3 separate regions of the Hordeum vulgare genome follow, and regions 2 and 3 are each linked to region 1. A link is a contact called in public Hi-C data. All regions are on one chromosome and are shown on one strand. The core of a region is the stretch at or near the end of the contact, and the rest is flanking DNA. Distances in the headings are between cores, read along the strand shown. Region 1 holds the start of LOC123403689 (ornithine carbamoyltransferase, chloroplastic). Region 2 holds the start of LOC123401792 (9-cis-epoxycarotenoid dioxygenase NCED1, chloroplastic-like). Region 3 holds the start of LOC123401617 (DNA-binding protein SMUBP-2-like).

Region 1 (4,956 bases), core at 1,755-4,254:
AGTGTGAGCTGAGGGCCAACCCATGCGCCGAGTCTACTGACTGCGAATGATTGAATGACATAAAAGAAACGTGAAAGCCAGTAAAACAAGCTTGTTGGTTTCTAGCAGAATATCAAAGCTTCATCAACCTTCTAGTATAATTCGTTAAACTCTAAATATCAAACATAAAAGAAACAAGTTTGTTGGTTTCTAGCAGAATATGAACATTTTGAAGATGTAGCTAGAATCTAGCCAGCAAAACAAGAAGGTATCAACAATCCAGTAGAAATGACATGTCCACAGAACAACATTTGTGTAAACCATAAAACAAGAGGTAGACTGACCATGAATCCTTGGAATACTTGTTTCCTATATTCAGCTTCCTCCTTTTGGCCCATGCTGGCCCAAACATCTGTATACACAACATCTGCTCCCTTAACTGCTTCCTTGGGATCATTTGTTATTTCAATCTTACTTCCAGCACTCCTAGCGATCTCCACAGTTTTGGCATCTGGCTCAAAGCCCTTAGGACAGGCGCATACAAAGTGGAAGGGAATCACAGCAGCCAATAGAAGCCATGAGTGCACAATGTTGTTGCCATCTCCAACATAGACAACCTACATACATAATTAGGGAAAGAGAGAAAATTGGTCCCCGCAGAACAAAACCACCATATGCTGTCATTTTAAAGGTGATCTACCTTGGTATTTTCAATACGGCCGATGTGTTCAATCATAGTGAGCGCATCAGCCATTATCTGACACGGATGATTGTAGTCTGTGAGGCCATTTATGACAGGTACAGGTGCATATTTTGCCAAGTCCAAAATATCCTGCAAAAATCATATGAGATGTTAGAAAGACAATGTGATTCTTAACTCTTAAGGTCAATTGCATGAAAGCAGAATACAAATAACTTAAGATTAAGTATCTCAATAACAAGCAAGCCAACAAAGCAGGATTGTATGCAAGTGAGTTCAGTGCCAATCCAAATATCAATTATTACTCCCTCCGTCCCATAATATAAGAGTGTTTGTTACACTAGTGTAGATGTTAAATTTATTACGACATGTAAAAAATAAATGAAGAAGCACAACAGAAAAAACTACCACGCCAATATTGTTTGATCATCAAATCCACCCATCCAAATATTTTCAGGTTGGCGGTTACACAAACTAGAATGAAAAGAACTTACATTTTCAGTTATAACTACACTCTATCGTGGTTGATGCTTCATATTAAAAGGTTTCAGCCTGCGAAATATATATTTCTTCTATTGTCCGCTCATGGCTTCAGAGTAGATATCTAACTTTGCTTAAGCACCAAAGAAATAAGAAGTTATAGTTATGTCTAGATTGCAATCGTTACACGTTGTGGAACAGGAAGATTTAATATGCAGGAATTTTATTTAGAATCTGGCATACCTCAATAGAAATTTTACAAATCATAATCATAGAACTAATGATCATACCTGATGAGCAAAAACCCTGGCCATAATGATGTCATTATATCCAGAAAGTACACGAGCAACATCACGGGTCTCCTCACGCTTGCCCATCTGGATATCATCAGGACCTAAATAGACGGCATGCCCACCAAGCAAGAAGAATCCTGTTTCAAATGAAACACGGGTCCTCATTGACGGCTTGGCAAAGACCATTGCCATCGACTTTCCTTTGAACGGTTGGAAGCTCCTGTCTCCTGATTTTATCATTGCCTTAACCTCAATTGCTCGGTTAAGAATCTTCATGATTGTATCTTTGTCAAAATCATTGATATGGAGGAAATCCTTAGGAACCTGTTTGCCTGCAAGAAAATGTAGTGTTGTCAATAAAGTTAGCAAAATTTTGTTACATCTTCAGTAATAAAAGTTTACTCTGATGCACAAAACTTTTGAAATGTACACTAAGTTTCCGTCACTCACATGCTTTCAGGAAGGAAAAAAAAAAGATAAAAGCTAATGAGCAAACCAGTGAATTTCAGAGCTAACATCTTTACCATAAGAAAAACTATTGCTCAATGGTGATCACTGGTGAGGAACGAAGTAGGTGAGCACAACATAACAGTGATGACGGGGACAAGGAAAGCACAGTCTGTGTTTTGCAGTGTCCAACCAGAAAAATCTGTACATTTCTTGTTTGATCACCATATGAATAGTGTGATCTCTCTGCGTGGATTCTCATTACAAATAATTTCTCATCCAGTGTCATATAAAAATGATCACCAGAATTTTGACACAGCTGATGATCAATCATAAGGGGGCTCTTCATTTTATATCAAAAGCTATTTAAGACTTCAAACTTTGCGCGCTGCTAGCAACTACTCCCTCCGTTGCTGAAATGGGTGTATCTTGACACGTTTCAGTGTGTGGATACACTCATTTCAGCGACAGTTGATTCCGGACAGAGGTTGTGCTAACTAGTCCCTGAGGAATCGACATTGGCAGAGGATTGGAAACTGCCCACATTGGGAGCCCTGGAAGCTACTCAAGTTTCACGGCAGGTACCATGTCACAACTGATCATTTCCTGTTTGTCAAAATCAATTTCGAACAAATACAATAACCCCACCAGGACCCTAGTTAATGTGTCCCATAATCAACAAAAGTAATTCAATGCAGGCTTAGAAACCCTAACCATCTTTCCCCGTGGAGGGGACCGCGGCAGGGCTGGACACTGCGGCGGCCGCGACCCCGCGGCGGGCCGCGGAGGCGGAGGATGCGGCGATTGGTCGCGCTGAAGGCGGATGGATGGGGAGCAACTGTGGGCGCCGGGTGGAGGTAGGGGTGGAGAGGACGAGGTGGCCGCCGGAAATCGCCGCTGCAGCCATCGCAAGGAGATGCTTCAGTGACTGTCGGCGACGGAGGGTGGAAAAAGGGGATACCGGAGGCTGGTTGCCACTGGAATCCGGCGGAGGTGGACGGCGCGGCGGCTAGGGCGGCGGCCTGAGTGCGGCGGCTCGTGGCTTCGAGAAAGGTCGGGATGGACGGGCCAGCTGGATCCGGCGAGGGGCGTATGTAGAGAATTCGTTACACTTGCCCTTTCGCATTTTTTAGAAGAATTATTACGTATTTTTAACACGATACGGACACGCGTTCATACATATGCAGTACAATTATCCCTACGCACTCACAGCTCGCCTTTGTGAGCATAGCCTTCGTAGAAGGATGTGAGAACCTCTCTGTCAAGTCTATGACTTGAAATTGATGGGCTTGGAATAGCATTGTCCTTTTAAATATCAACCACATATTGGTTTGTATTTATTATTTTGTTCTGAAAAATTAGTCCATTTTATATGTGATCTCGTATATTTTAGTGAAAACGCTTGACTTAGGATAGGATCGCACGCGAGCATCCGTCGCCTCGTTCATAGGACACTGTCCTGCATGGAGCCCACTCGACATTAGAGGTAACTAGATGACCCGGTTGCGCCAATGGCGCAAGAAGCCAATTAAAAAGAATGTTAGTATTGAGTAACTGGAAATATAATGCAATGTGGATTGTATTATACCATGTATTAACCACAAATCATGAAATCAATACCAGAGAACCAAATAATGTCACCACCTTTGTACTAACAACCAACATTTTAGCATAAGGAGTATCATAGGAGTGTTTACTTGCACATTAGTAGTATCACAATTACAACTAAAGAGGCATTGTCCTCACTGTTGTCCCTGAGTCCATCACAAGAAGAGTTCCAAGCCTCGCAACTTCTTCCTCCAGCTCTCCACATGACCCTCAGTTACGAACCTCACCCCCAGCTATGATTATTTCAAGATGAAATCAACATGCTATTTCTCTCACATGGAACATGTTCAGAATTTAGTCAGTCTCACTAATCTTTCAGCTACAAAGGCAGATAGAAAAATGGCATGATCAGTAACTAAAAAAATGGAACAATAATGCTTGTGGCAGTAAAAAAACCGAGAAAGTGAATTAAGGACAACAGAACAATTATTTGTAACAACGGCAAGCTTGGCTGTTGCAAAATGATCACTCTGAAACTATATCTTTAGAACCAAATTAAAAATAAATAAAATAATCTAATACTCCCTCCGTCCCAAAATAACTGTATCTATTTTGTACAAAAACACCATGTATCTTTAGGACCAATTTTTAGACCATGGTACCACATAAATCAAGAATTAGACATCAGACTGCAATGTATTTATGGTCAGTTACCAATCATGTCACACCAAGGATTTGCACATACAACCTGAAATAACTACAACTAGCTTGAAATCTGAAATTCACCGGATGACAGACAAAAATAATACCACCAAACCTTATTCTTATTGGACGAGCACAAAATTTATAAGAAGATAACACACACAAAATCCTATTTGGTTTGTGGATGCATGCACTTTCTGGATTGTGCACATCAAAGCATGCAAGAACATTCCTAGGAGAGCCATTGTAGCACAACGAAGTAAACAAAAAATCAAAAAAGAGAAGTGAGTTTGTATCATGTAATTTAGTAATGTATGAGGCTATCAGCCCACATCACCATTTATTTTTCAGAGACCAAAGAAAATGACAGAAGTTTCCCTATTCTTTCCTGTACCTTTCTACCAGAATGCTCTCTATTTACGAGCACCACACACACTATTTCCACTTGGCGGCAGGTTGGACACAACAATCCTCGCCGCGAGCTGCAGAAGAACCACACACGCACATACGTCAGGCCAGGAGACACGAACACGGGCGCCGTGAGGGGGGAACGGAACAGACCGGAAGGGGAGAAACAAATCGAAAGAGGGAATGTACGGAGGCATAGTCGGGCTGGGAGGCCCTGAGCGTGGCGGCGGTCTCGGCGGCGAGCTCGTCGAGCTGGCTGGTGGTGACGCCCATGTATACCCCGGCGCAGACCTTCTGAGCTTCTTGAGCCGCGCCGTGATCTTGTCGAAGTGCACCATCTCCGTCCACCCGTCCCGCTTCACGACGTACATCACCGAAAACTAACAAAAACACACTCAT
Region 2 (4,956 bases), core at 1,061-3,560, 340 kb after region 1:
GTGAATCCCCACCTCGCCGATCGCTCGCCAACAAAGCACGCAGGCATCACGATGTGCACAGCCCTGTTCGTCGCGTCGTCGTTACGTTATTAGGTGACCCAGATACGCACCAGCACACACACATAGATATTGCCGCGTCCCCGTCGCCGTCGCCGTCGCCGCCGCTGCCGTCTCACCGGCTTCCGCCTACCCCTTCCTTATCCCCACCTCTACCTCCGGCTCCGCAGGCCAAGATAAATGGGTTTGGACTTTGGACTCTGGGTTGCATAATATTCACGTGCTCCCGCCAAATTACCACAGCCAGTTAATCCCGTCCGGATTCACGATATTACGTGCTCCGATGTGAGCTCCGGTGCGCTTAAAATGGTAGGGTCGTGAGGGGTTGTGTGGAAGCAATGGCAACCCGGGAGCGACCCGTCCATTTGATCTCCCGCTGGTCCGTGAGGGAGACGACGACGCCGACGTTGCCCCCCGGGCCACGGCCATGCCATCCTCGCCACCACTCCCTTGAGATGCGATCAGACTCGCCACAGTTGCCTATCGACCTCGAAGCCTCCTTTCTTTTCTTTTTGTGGCCCTCCTCCGGCTTCAACCAGTCTGATTTAAAGCGCTTAAAATGGGCCTCGATCGATCAGTGCCGGCCGACCGCATTATTTCTGGACTGGAGGAGCACGCACACTCTGATCGTTCAAGACATGATACTGATTTGTTGCGTCAGACGAGAGCGGTTGCTTGTGGCTTCAGATTTGGTCTCTCTCTGTGATGATACTGATTGGTTGCATCGGACGAGATTGCTGCTAATTATTCCTTCATTCGAAACAAAAAAAAACAAGGACATATATAGTGGGACTCTGAATCCTCGGAGACTCATGCCGCATGTTGGTGCTGAACTGCCTATGCGTGCACGCGTTCGTCTATGAACAAGCTGGTATGTATTGTATAGATTGCTCCCGTTTCGTCTGCTCTCTTGAGAGAAAAGTGAAGTGCTAAACGGAAATTGCGTTTGGTGGCCGAGCTCCATGAAGGCCTTTAAATTTGAAATTCAAATTTCATAAAAAATCATATTTTTACATTTTAGAAATTTTGAAAAAAAATATAGGGATAAGTGAAGGCGTAACACATGTGTGTAAATTTTCAAAAAAAAAATATTGAAATGAGGGCTGTGTAAAAAAGACAAATCTAAGGTTTTTTATACATGACACTATTTATCGTTTCAGGCCATGCATTTGTCTTTTTTGTGCAGACCATATCTTAAGGTATTTCATCCTAAATTTTTACACACGTGCACATAACATCCTTCTTTACTTGCATATTTTTTTTCAGGTTTTTTTAAACTGAAAAATTTAAATTTTGAATTATTAAAAAATTTCGGTCTCCATAAAGGCCGAGCTCCAAACGTCCGCTCTTAGCGCTAAGCTGGTATAGAACTTGCTTGCAAGTTGTACCAACACTACTACGGTACTACCTCCATGGATCATCGCTCAGATATTGCTGAGATGCGGCCTGAGAAGTTGTGCATGATATTCCGTGGAAGGTGGAAACGGGAAGAAGGATGGCGACCGCCGACCGGGGAGCAAGTGGATGGACGAGCGAGTGGTAGCAGGTGCCGAGGATTAATGGCTGATATGGACCGTGGGTCCCGTCAGTCCGCATCAAACAGTAGATTGATAATAATCTGGAAGAAAAGATTGTAACGGTTTATCCTGTCTCGCCCAATCATGTTATGGATAACTGCGCTGCTCAGTTTCACACAGGTGTATGGCTGGATGCTCTCCATGGATCCAACCAACCAATAGGCACTAAAATATACGCCCTCTCTTTTTAAATATAAGTTTTTAAAAAAATTATTAGAGGACTACCACTAAGTAAAATAAATGAATCTACATTTTAAAGTATGTCTATATGCATTTGTATATAGTCTTATAATAAAATTTTAAAAAGACTTCTTGTGTATCTAAATAATTATAGTTGGAAAGAACTATCAGTTTTCTCAAACTACAATTATTTAGATATAAAGGGAGTATTTAGGAATGGATGAAATACTACTTTCATACCTAAATAATTGTGATTGAGGATAACTAGATATTTAGTTACGGAGGGAGTAAATCTTTTTAGAGATTTCACTAGAAGACTACATACGGATTAAAATGAATAAATCTACATTTAAAAAAAATATATATATACATCCGTATGTAGTCTCTTAATGAAACCTTTTAAAAAATTATATTTAAAATCGGAGGAAGTAGTAACTAGATAGCCACAGATACGCCATGCATGCAAAGTGTAATTTGGTAAGATTTCACACGCATCACTGTGCAGGGACCAAGTTTTGTACAACCCACAGGCCACAGCCAAATGATAAGTAGTGAAAATTAATGTTGATCATGTCTAATCTATCCAAAGCATGTCCTTTTATAGCTGCCTGTACTGGACACTTGCCTAGCGCTGCAAACGAAATTGTGTGAATGCGCCCTTTCCAAGCTAGCCACTTGAAAACCTTGGCACTTCTTCTCCATACATGATCCAGCCACCAGTTTGTAGGATTCTAGACCATACTGTATGTAGTTGTCCATTTGGTGAGAACATAAAAGTTGGCAGTGTAGCAGGGTTCACCATTTCAGTCATCCCACTAACCCTCCAAATATTTATATTTAGGGCCACAAAAAGCATGATACTTGTTGTGGTTAGACTGATAGACTCCCTCAATATCCGAAGTTTTGGCACAATTTGATGAATCTCTAGATAAGTAGATATATTCAGACAAAAAGAACCATGAACACCAGAGTTCCCGCCGCGGACCCTTGTTTGATGATTGCTAAATTTTTGCATGCCAATTCTCCATTGGCAGCTCTAGTTCATTTTGCTAGTCAATGTTGACCAACTTATGGGCAAACAATCCCTGAAAAAAGAAACCAAAATACAGGTAAACTTGTGCACAAACCAAACACCCTAGGGCAACTTTTCATCCTCTCAGATTGTGCCGTCGCTTGCGATCCAACGGTCCACGTGATCTTTGAATTTTCACCAAATAAACATCTCCACCGGGTAAGTTTGCCTTTTACCAAGGCTATATATACCCATGCCATACAAGCAGCAAAAGGCAGTAGTGTGCGAACCGGTGTCGGCATTTGCTGCTACTCACCTGGGTTCCAACACAAAAATTGTTAGTAATCCAAAGAACCATTGATCTGCAGACTCCAGACTGCAGAAAATGGAGGGAGCACTTGTCACCTCCAACTTCAGCATGGCTGACCTCTACCCCGCCAAAGCCAATGCTGCCCATGCTCCGAGATCGAGGAGGCTCTCCTACATCTCGCCTGCCGCGTCTTCTGCTGCTGCACCGAACCCCAGCTACAGAAGGAAGAAGAGCACGTCGCCTCCGCCGCCGTCGGCTGCCGCCACCGCCACCGTGCTCACCTCGCCGCCCAAGCCGGTCGAGCAACAAGAGACGGAAGAGCACCTGGTGGACAGGTCGGTAAACAATGCGACCGGTACAAGGGTGGCTACCGCGAGAGCGAGCAGGGCGTCCGCTGCGCCGCGGCAGGCGCCTCGGTCGTCCAGGCCTCGCCGCCGGCCTTCCACCTCGCTGCAGGCGGCGTTCTGCAACGCGCTGGAGGAGGCGATCAACACGTTCGTCGACCCGCCGGTGCTGCGGCCGTCGGTGGACCCGCGGCACGTGCTGTCCGCCAACTTCGCGCCCGTGGACGAGCTGCCGCCCACGCCCTGCCCCGTGGTGCGCGGCGTCATCCCGCGCTGCCTCGCCGGCGGCGCCTACATCCGCAACGGTCCCAACCCGCAGCACCTCCCGCGCGGGCCGCACCACCTCTTCGACGGCGACGGCATGCTGCACTCCCTGCTCCTCCCGACGACGCCCGGCTCCGACCCCGTCCTTTGCTCCCGCTACGTGCAGACGTACAAGTACCTGGTGGAGCGCGACGCGGGCGAGCCGGTCTTGCCCAACGTCTTCTCCGGCTTCCATGGCCTGGCCGGGATGGCGCGCGGCGCCGTCACGGCGGCCAGGGTGCTCACAGGCCAGATGAACCCGATGGAGGGCGTGGGGCTCGCCAACACCAGCCTCGCCGTCTTCGGCGGCCGCCTCTACGCGCTCGGCGAGTCGGACCTCCCGTACGCCGTGCGCGTCGACCCGGCCACGGGCGAGGTGACCACGCTCGGCAGGTGCGACTTCGGTGGCCGCCTCAGCATGGGCATGACCGCGCACCCCAAGAAGGACCCCATCACCGGCGAGCTCTTCGCGTTCCGCTACGGCCCCATGCCGCCGTTCGTCACTTACTTCCGGTTCGACCCGGCAGGGAACAAGGGCGCCGACGTGCCCATCTTCTCCGTGAAGCAGCCGTCTTTCCTGCACGACTTCGCCGTGACGGAGCATTATGCGATATTCCCCGAGATACAGATCGTGATGAACCCCATGGGCATGGTGGTGGGCGGCGGCTCGCCCGTCGGGGCGGACCCCGGCATGGTGCCTCGCCTGGGCGTGATCCCCAAGTACGCCGCGGACGAGTCGGAGATGCGGTGGTTCGAGGTGCCGGGGTTCAACATGATGCACTCGGTGAACGCGTGGGAGGAGGCCGGCGGCCAGGAGATCGTGATGGTGGCGCCCAACATCCTGTCCATCGAGCACACGCTGGAGCGCATGGAGCTGATCCACGCCTCAGTGGAGCTGGTGCGCATCAACCTCCGCACCGGCAACGTCACCCGCACGCCGCTGGCGGCCGCGAACCTCGACTTCGGCGTGATCAACCCGGCCTGCCTCGGCCGCCGCAACAGGTACGGCTACTTCGGCGTGGGCGACCCCATGCCCAAGATCGGCGGGGTGGCCAAGCTCGACTTCGACCGTGCAGGCCACGGCGACTGCACCGTGGCGCGCCGGGACTTCGGGCCGGGGTGCTTCGCCGGGGAGCCATTCTTCGTCTCCGACGACGTCGAGGGGAACGGCGA
Region 3 (4,956 bases), core at 915-3,414, 290 kb after region 1:
TCAAAAGCAGACAAAAAATGGACATTTGTCTGTTTGCTCCCGCGCGTTGGGCCGCGATTTGTGTCCGTTTACTCCCAAACGGACCCGGGTGGACGATTTGGGGTCAACTCCAACGCACACCCCCAAATGGACGTCGGTTTTGTCCGGTTTCATCCGTTTGGTGGTCGGAATGGGGATGTGTCCGTCCGGATTTGGGTTTGCATCGGCGGGGCGGCCAACGCGCGCTGCATCTTCGGTCGCATTTCGTGTGCACCCAGTTTTTCCTCTTTTTTTATTATTTCCACCAACGATTTTTGTGATATATTGGAATACATTCACCAAGTCTTGGCTAGAATAACAAGCCCAAAGAAAACAAGAACTACAAGAAAGCATTTTAAACCATATCCAACTTTCATAACTACTCCCGTAAGTTTGATTAGTGCTTTTTTGATGCATTTGTTGTTGATATGCGGAGTCTTGATCTTGAATGTTTCTTTCTTCTTCGAGTTTAAAGAAGTTGATGTTGCTTCCACATATCTAATCTCATCTCTAGTGTCTACTCTAGCAAGAAGTGCACGAACATCTATTAAATTATGTGCTATCAGTGCATCGATATATTCTTCTTCCCAAAACTAAAAGTTGCATCCATCCTACACAATAAATATTTGATTGTAAGCAAAACAACCCGAATCCGGAATCACAACCGAAGCTAAACTAGCACGTATCCCATCATTTTTTCACTTGACAAACACCCATCCGGTGTGTTCCGGCGTTGTAGACACGCGACACACACCCTTCAGTGGACAGTCGTCACGCTTTATGAGCGGCATCGGGGCGTCGACGAGCATTTGGGCCAGCATCGAACCCGGACGACGACCGTTGGTGTATTTCTCGAACTGCCGATGGGGTGGATCCGAGCGGCTAGAGGTAGATTCAGTACCTGCATCCGTCCTGGGGGCGTTGTCGGGGCTATGTGGACCGGTGCCCCGGCCAGTCCATGGCACGCCTCGGCCTCCAGTGGCCTGCCGCACACAAATCCGGTTAGATCCGCTCCAAATACGGCTACCGGTTGCGTTGAAGGTGGGGCAAGGGGTTAGACAGCTCGTGGTATGGAGAAAACGTGGACGTGCGGTCGGTCGTGCTCGACACCTACACGACCGCAATGGAAGCTGGCTGAGACGAGAAGGGAGAGGAGCGAGGTGTGCGGCCGGAGTTTGAGGAAGGAAAATGGAAAAAAGACGGATGTGTCACCAAGAGGCGGGCTATGGGCGAACAATGACACGTGTCGCGGTGGTCAACGCAAGTCCGTTTGGCTGCAACGCAGTTCAAACTTAAATCAGGAATGAATCGAAAGCGAATAAAAACGGACATTTTTGTGTTCGCTTAGGTGCGTTGGCCCGCTGTTTATTATGTCCGTTTACAAACGGACGCGATTTGGGGTCGTGGCTCTGTTACTCGTGAGTTGGAGTTGCCCTGAGCTCCTGCCTCGTGCACGGCGCCGAACCATTCGTGCACGGCTAACTCACGTAGCGCGGTGCGGCCTTCCAGGGAACGCGAGGCTTGCCTTTGTCGGACGAGGCGACGGAGGCGAGGCCGGCGGCGGCGTCGAGGTCGTCGTCCATGACGGGCGTGGGGCGGGAGCACGCGGGCGGGAGGTTTTTTTTGGGGGGGGGGAATGAAGGAAAATGGTGGTGGATGCCACCGACCGGCGGAGCCGGAAAGAAGAGTAGGCGCGCGTCCGTCACATGTCCGCGCCGACACAAATCCGGTTTAAAATTGGGTCGGGAATGGGTCGTCAGGCGGACGTCAAACAAACGCGCGTCTGTTTGGGTCGGCGCGTCGGGCCGACTTTTGTGCCCACGCCGACCCAAACCAACGGCAGCGGACGAAATGGATCGATCCAATGGTTGCTCTAAGAGCAAGTACAATAAGGTACAGTCAGCAGGCTGTAAGGATTAAAATACTATATTTTTAATGAGTTAGATGAGAGAGAAGAGGAGAGTGCTTCGTGAGAATGAATGATGGACCATATATGATAAAAATAGTACTCTTTTATAGCTAACTATTATACGGGCTAGCTATAAAATAGACTATAAGATGGTTTATAGTCAGCAGGTGGCTATAATATTAACCATGCTCTAAGCTCCTGCCTCGCGCACGGCGCCGAACCATTCGTGCACGGCCAACTCACGTAGCGCGGCGCGGCGCGGCAGCAGCCGGCCACCGCCTCCCGCCTCCCAAGAGCGCCCTTGAGCGGCGCAGCAGCCTCGCAAACGTGTCATTGCCCCAAGTCCAAAGTCCAGAGCAGCGCCAGCGCGGAATGTTCCGCCTGCTGTCCCCACCCCGACCGTGACGCCGGTAAGGTGTTCGCTCTAATGCCTGCCAGCCAGCCAGCCAGCCAGCCAGTCCGCCCGCGGGGAGAAAGCTGGCCGCCATTCTTTGTCTCATTTTATTGTGGTCCATCAGGATCCACGGACGCTTCCCCCCACCCTGATTTTGGTTGAACAGAATCAGCCCCGCCGGACCGGTGAATCTGCATCTGCATCGCGTCTGGACGCGCCGGCGCCTGCGTGGACAGCGGGATCGCGCGCCATGCGTTGGTTGGACAGCAAGCGCGAAGCCGGAGCCGATCCGATGGGCGCTGTCAGGGGCTTTCGGGACCATGGAAACTGGGCGGAGACGACGTGGGCGCCAGCCGCGCGAAGCCAGAGCCGGGGACGGCACTTTACTTGCCTGCGGTGCTAACGCAGCCGCGCCCTGCGCCACCAGTCATCCACTCTCCACCGGCCGTCTCCTCCTCTTGACCCAGGGCCAGGGAGGATTTCACCCGCCGAGGCTGAGCCGAGTCACCGGTCAGCACCTCGCTCCCTTCCCGCTCCCCTCCCGCTGCCCCGCGCCGCAGCCTCCGCCGGCAGCCGTGACCGTGGAGCGACGGCATGTCTCTTGATCTCTTTTCCTCTAGGTTCCTGTTTTCTTCTGGCGCTGCGAAGAAGCTCCCCAGCAGGAGAAGGGTCACGTTCGTTGCTGCTGCTCCTTCGTCTGCGTCCACGCCGTCGCCGGCACGGTCGCAGGATGCCTCTTCTTCTTCCAGGCAAAGGAGTGTACGTGTTGCGCCATTGGGTCCCAGCAAAGGTGCGCCTCGACCTGCCGGTGGCAATGGCAGGACTAGGAGGAGGAGGCAGAGGAGGACGGTCGAGGGAGGGCAAGAACAAGGCGGCTGCGTGCCGTCGGTGGAGGAGGCGTCCATAAGGGTAGGGACGCTGTATGAGAACGGCGATCCACTAGGCCGGAAGGAGCTTGGCCGGTGTGTTGTGGAGTGGCTAAGGCAGGGGATGCAATCCATGGCATCCAAATTCGCTTCGGCCGAGCTTCAGGGTGAGATGGCGGACCTCACCACAGCGGCATTGACCCTGAATTGGGGATCAGCAGAAGGCCAGCTTGGGTTTGTGATCCAGGCACAGCCTTATCTCTCACCCGTCCCCATGCCCAAGGGTCTGGAGGCACTCTGCTTCAAGGCCTGTACACACTACCCCACCCTTTTCGACCATTTCCAGCGTGAGCTCCGTGGTGTCCTGCTGAGTTACCAGAACCAGGGGCTCATCTACGACTGGCGCTCCACGCAGACATGGAAGCTGTTGAAGGAAATGGCCAATTCTACTCATCACCGGGCAGCTGTGCGCAGGACGACACCACGAACTAAAGCGGTTCACAGTAGCATCGGCATAAGCCTCAAGAAGGTAAGGCTGATGCAGGATAGGATTGAAGACTTTGTGAGGCATATGTCAGACCTGCTACGCATCGAGCGAGACGCGGAGCTGGAGTTTACACAGGAGGAGCTGAATGCCACAACTATGCTTGACAACAATTCCAAGCCATCCAAGCCAGTTGAGTACTTGGTGACCCATGGGCAGGCTCAGCAGGAGCAGTGTGACACCATTTGCAACTTGAGTGTCATCAGCAGCTCAACTGGTGAGAGAGCTAAACTTGGCTACTTTCTTTTTTCCGTATGTTAAGATTTTGTCTTCAGTTACTTTGGAAAATTGAGCAAGACACTGTTTTCTGTTATCCCTGCATGTAGGATTGGGAGGCTTGCATTTGGTTCTATTCAGAATTGAAGGTGAACACAAGCTGCCTCCAACTACACTGTCACCTGGGGACATGGTTTGTGTGAGAACATGTAATAGCCGTGGTGAGGGAGCCACTTCTTGCATGCAAGGCTTTCTTTATAATCTCGGGGAGGATGGTTGCAGCATAACTGTGGCTCTGGAATCTCGCCATGGTGACCCAACTTTCTCCAGGTTATTTGGGAAAAGTGTGCGCATTGACCGGATACAGGGATTGGCTGATGCACTTACTTACGAGGTATTCAAATTATGCACATGAACCTTGAATCTTTTCAAGGAATTAAGGGTCTGAAATTTTAAATGGTTGGCTCTTTCAGCATATTTACTATCAAGCTTTCTGAAACTTTCTTGCCAGGAACAACTATAGTCTACCTCTTACATATTTATTTAAACATAATCCTTCCATTTTATGATGTGTAATCATGTTCTATTACTGTTATATATCGTATCTCATATCGTATATCGGAGTGGCATGAAATTGGAAAAAAAAACAGAACAAATGATTTTTTAGCCTTAAGAGAGAACAGTGAAATTGGGGTTCCCGTTTCTTTTATGATAGTATTTTTCTTGGCTTAACAACATGAGTGATAAGTTCGTCTAATTCACGCAAGTATTTTTATTTGGCAGCGGAATCTTGAAGCATTGATGCTACTTCAAAGGAATGGTTTGCTGAAAAGTAATGCTTCCATTGATGTGGTAGCTACTCTGTTCGGTGACGGCAAAGATGTCATGAAGATGGAGCAGAATTGCCTGATTGATTGGGGTGAATCGAGTCTACCTGATCCAAGGCTATCAGAGAGGTATGCATTTGATGACTCCCAATTAAGGGCTCTCTCATTAGGCCTGAACAAGA

What was found. Hi-C and Micro-C count contacts between places; a contact is called where the count stands out from the background.
Region 2: a contact with region 1 is called in a Hi-C map of seedling, with 5 times the contacts expected there. The contact joins the promoter of LOC123401792 here to the promoter of LOC123403689 in region 1. A contact is called at or near these places in 2 of 6 Hi-C or Micro-C datasets (leaf and seedling).
Region 3: a contact with region 1 is called in a Hi-C map of leaf, with 9 times the contacts expected there. The contact joins the promoter of LOC123401617 here to the promoter of LOC123403689 in region 1. A contact is called at or near these places in 2 of 6 Hi-C or Micro-C datasets (both in leaf) and 1 of 1 datasets of contacts at active chromatin or transcription factors (embryo).

What each region holds. Positions count from the first base shown.
Region 1 is chr6H:463,350,818-463,355,773 of MorexV3_pseudomolecules_assembly, reverse strand. It overlaps LOC123403689 (ornithine carbamoyltransferase, chloroplastic), which reads right to left and starts at 3,004. Exons shown (of 5, transcript XM_045097601.1): 1 at 2,614-3,004; 2 at 1,450-1,784; 3 at 680-811; 4 at 324-596. The coding sequence starts at 2,806.
Region 2 is chr6H:463,011,567-463,016,522 of MorexV3_pseudomolecules_assembly, reverse strand. It overlaps LOC123401792 (9-cis-epoxycarotenoid dioxygenase NCED1, chloroplastic-like), which reads left to right and starts at 2,310. Exons shown (of 1, transcript XM_045095641.1): 1 at 2,310-4,956. The coding sequence starts at 3,212.
Region 3 is chr6H:463,059,748-463,064,703 of MorexV3_pseudomolecules_assembly, reverse strand. LOC123401617 (DNA-binding protein SMUBP-2-like) reads left to right here and starts at 2,164. Exons shown (of 7, transcript XM_045095453.1): 1 at 2,164-2,337; 2 at 2,446-3,948; 3 at 4,058-4,341; 4 at 4,731-4,956. The coding sequence starts at 2,916.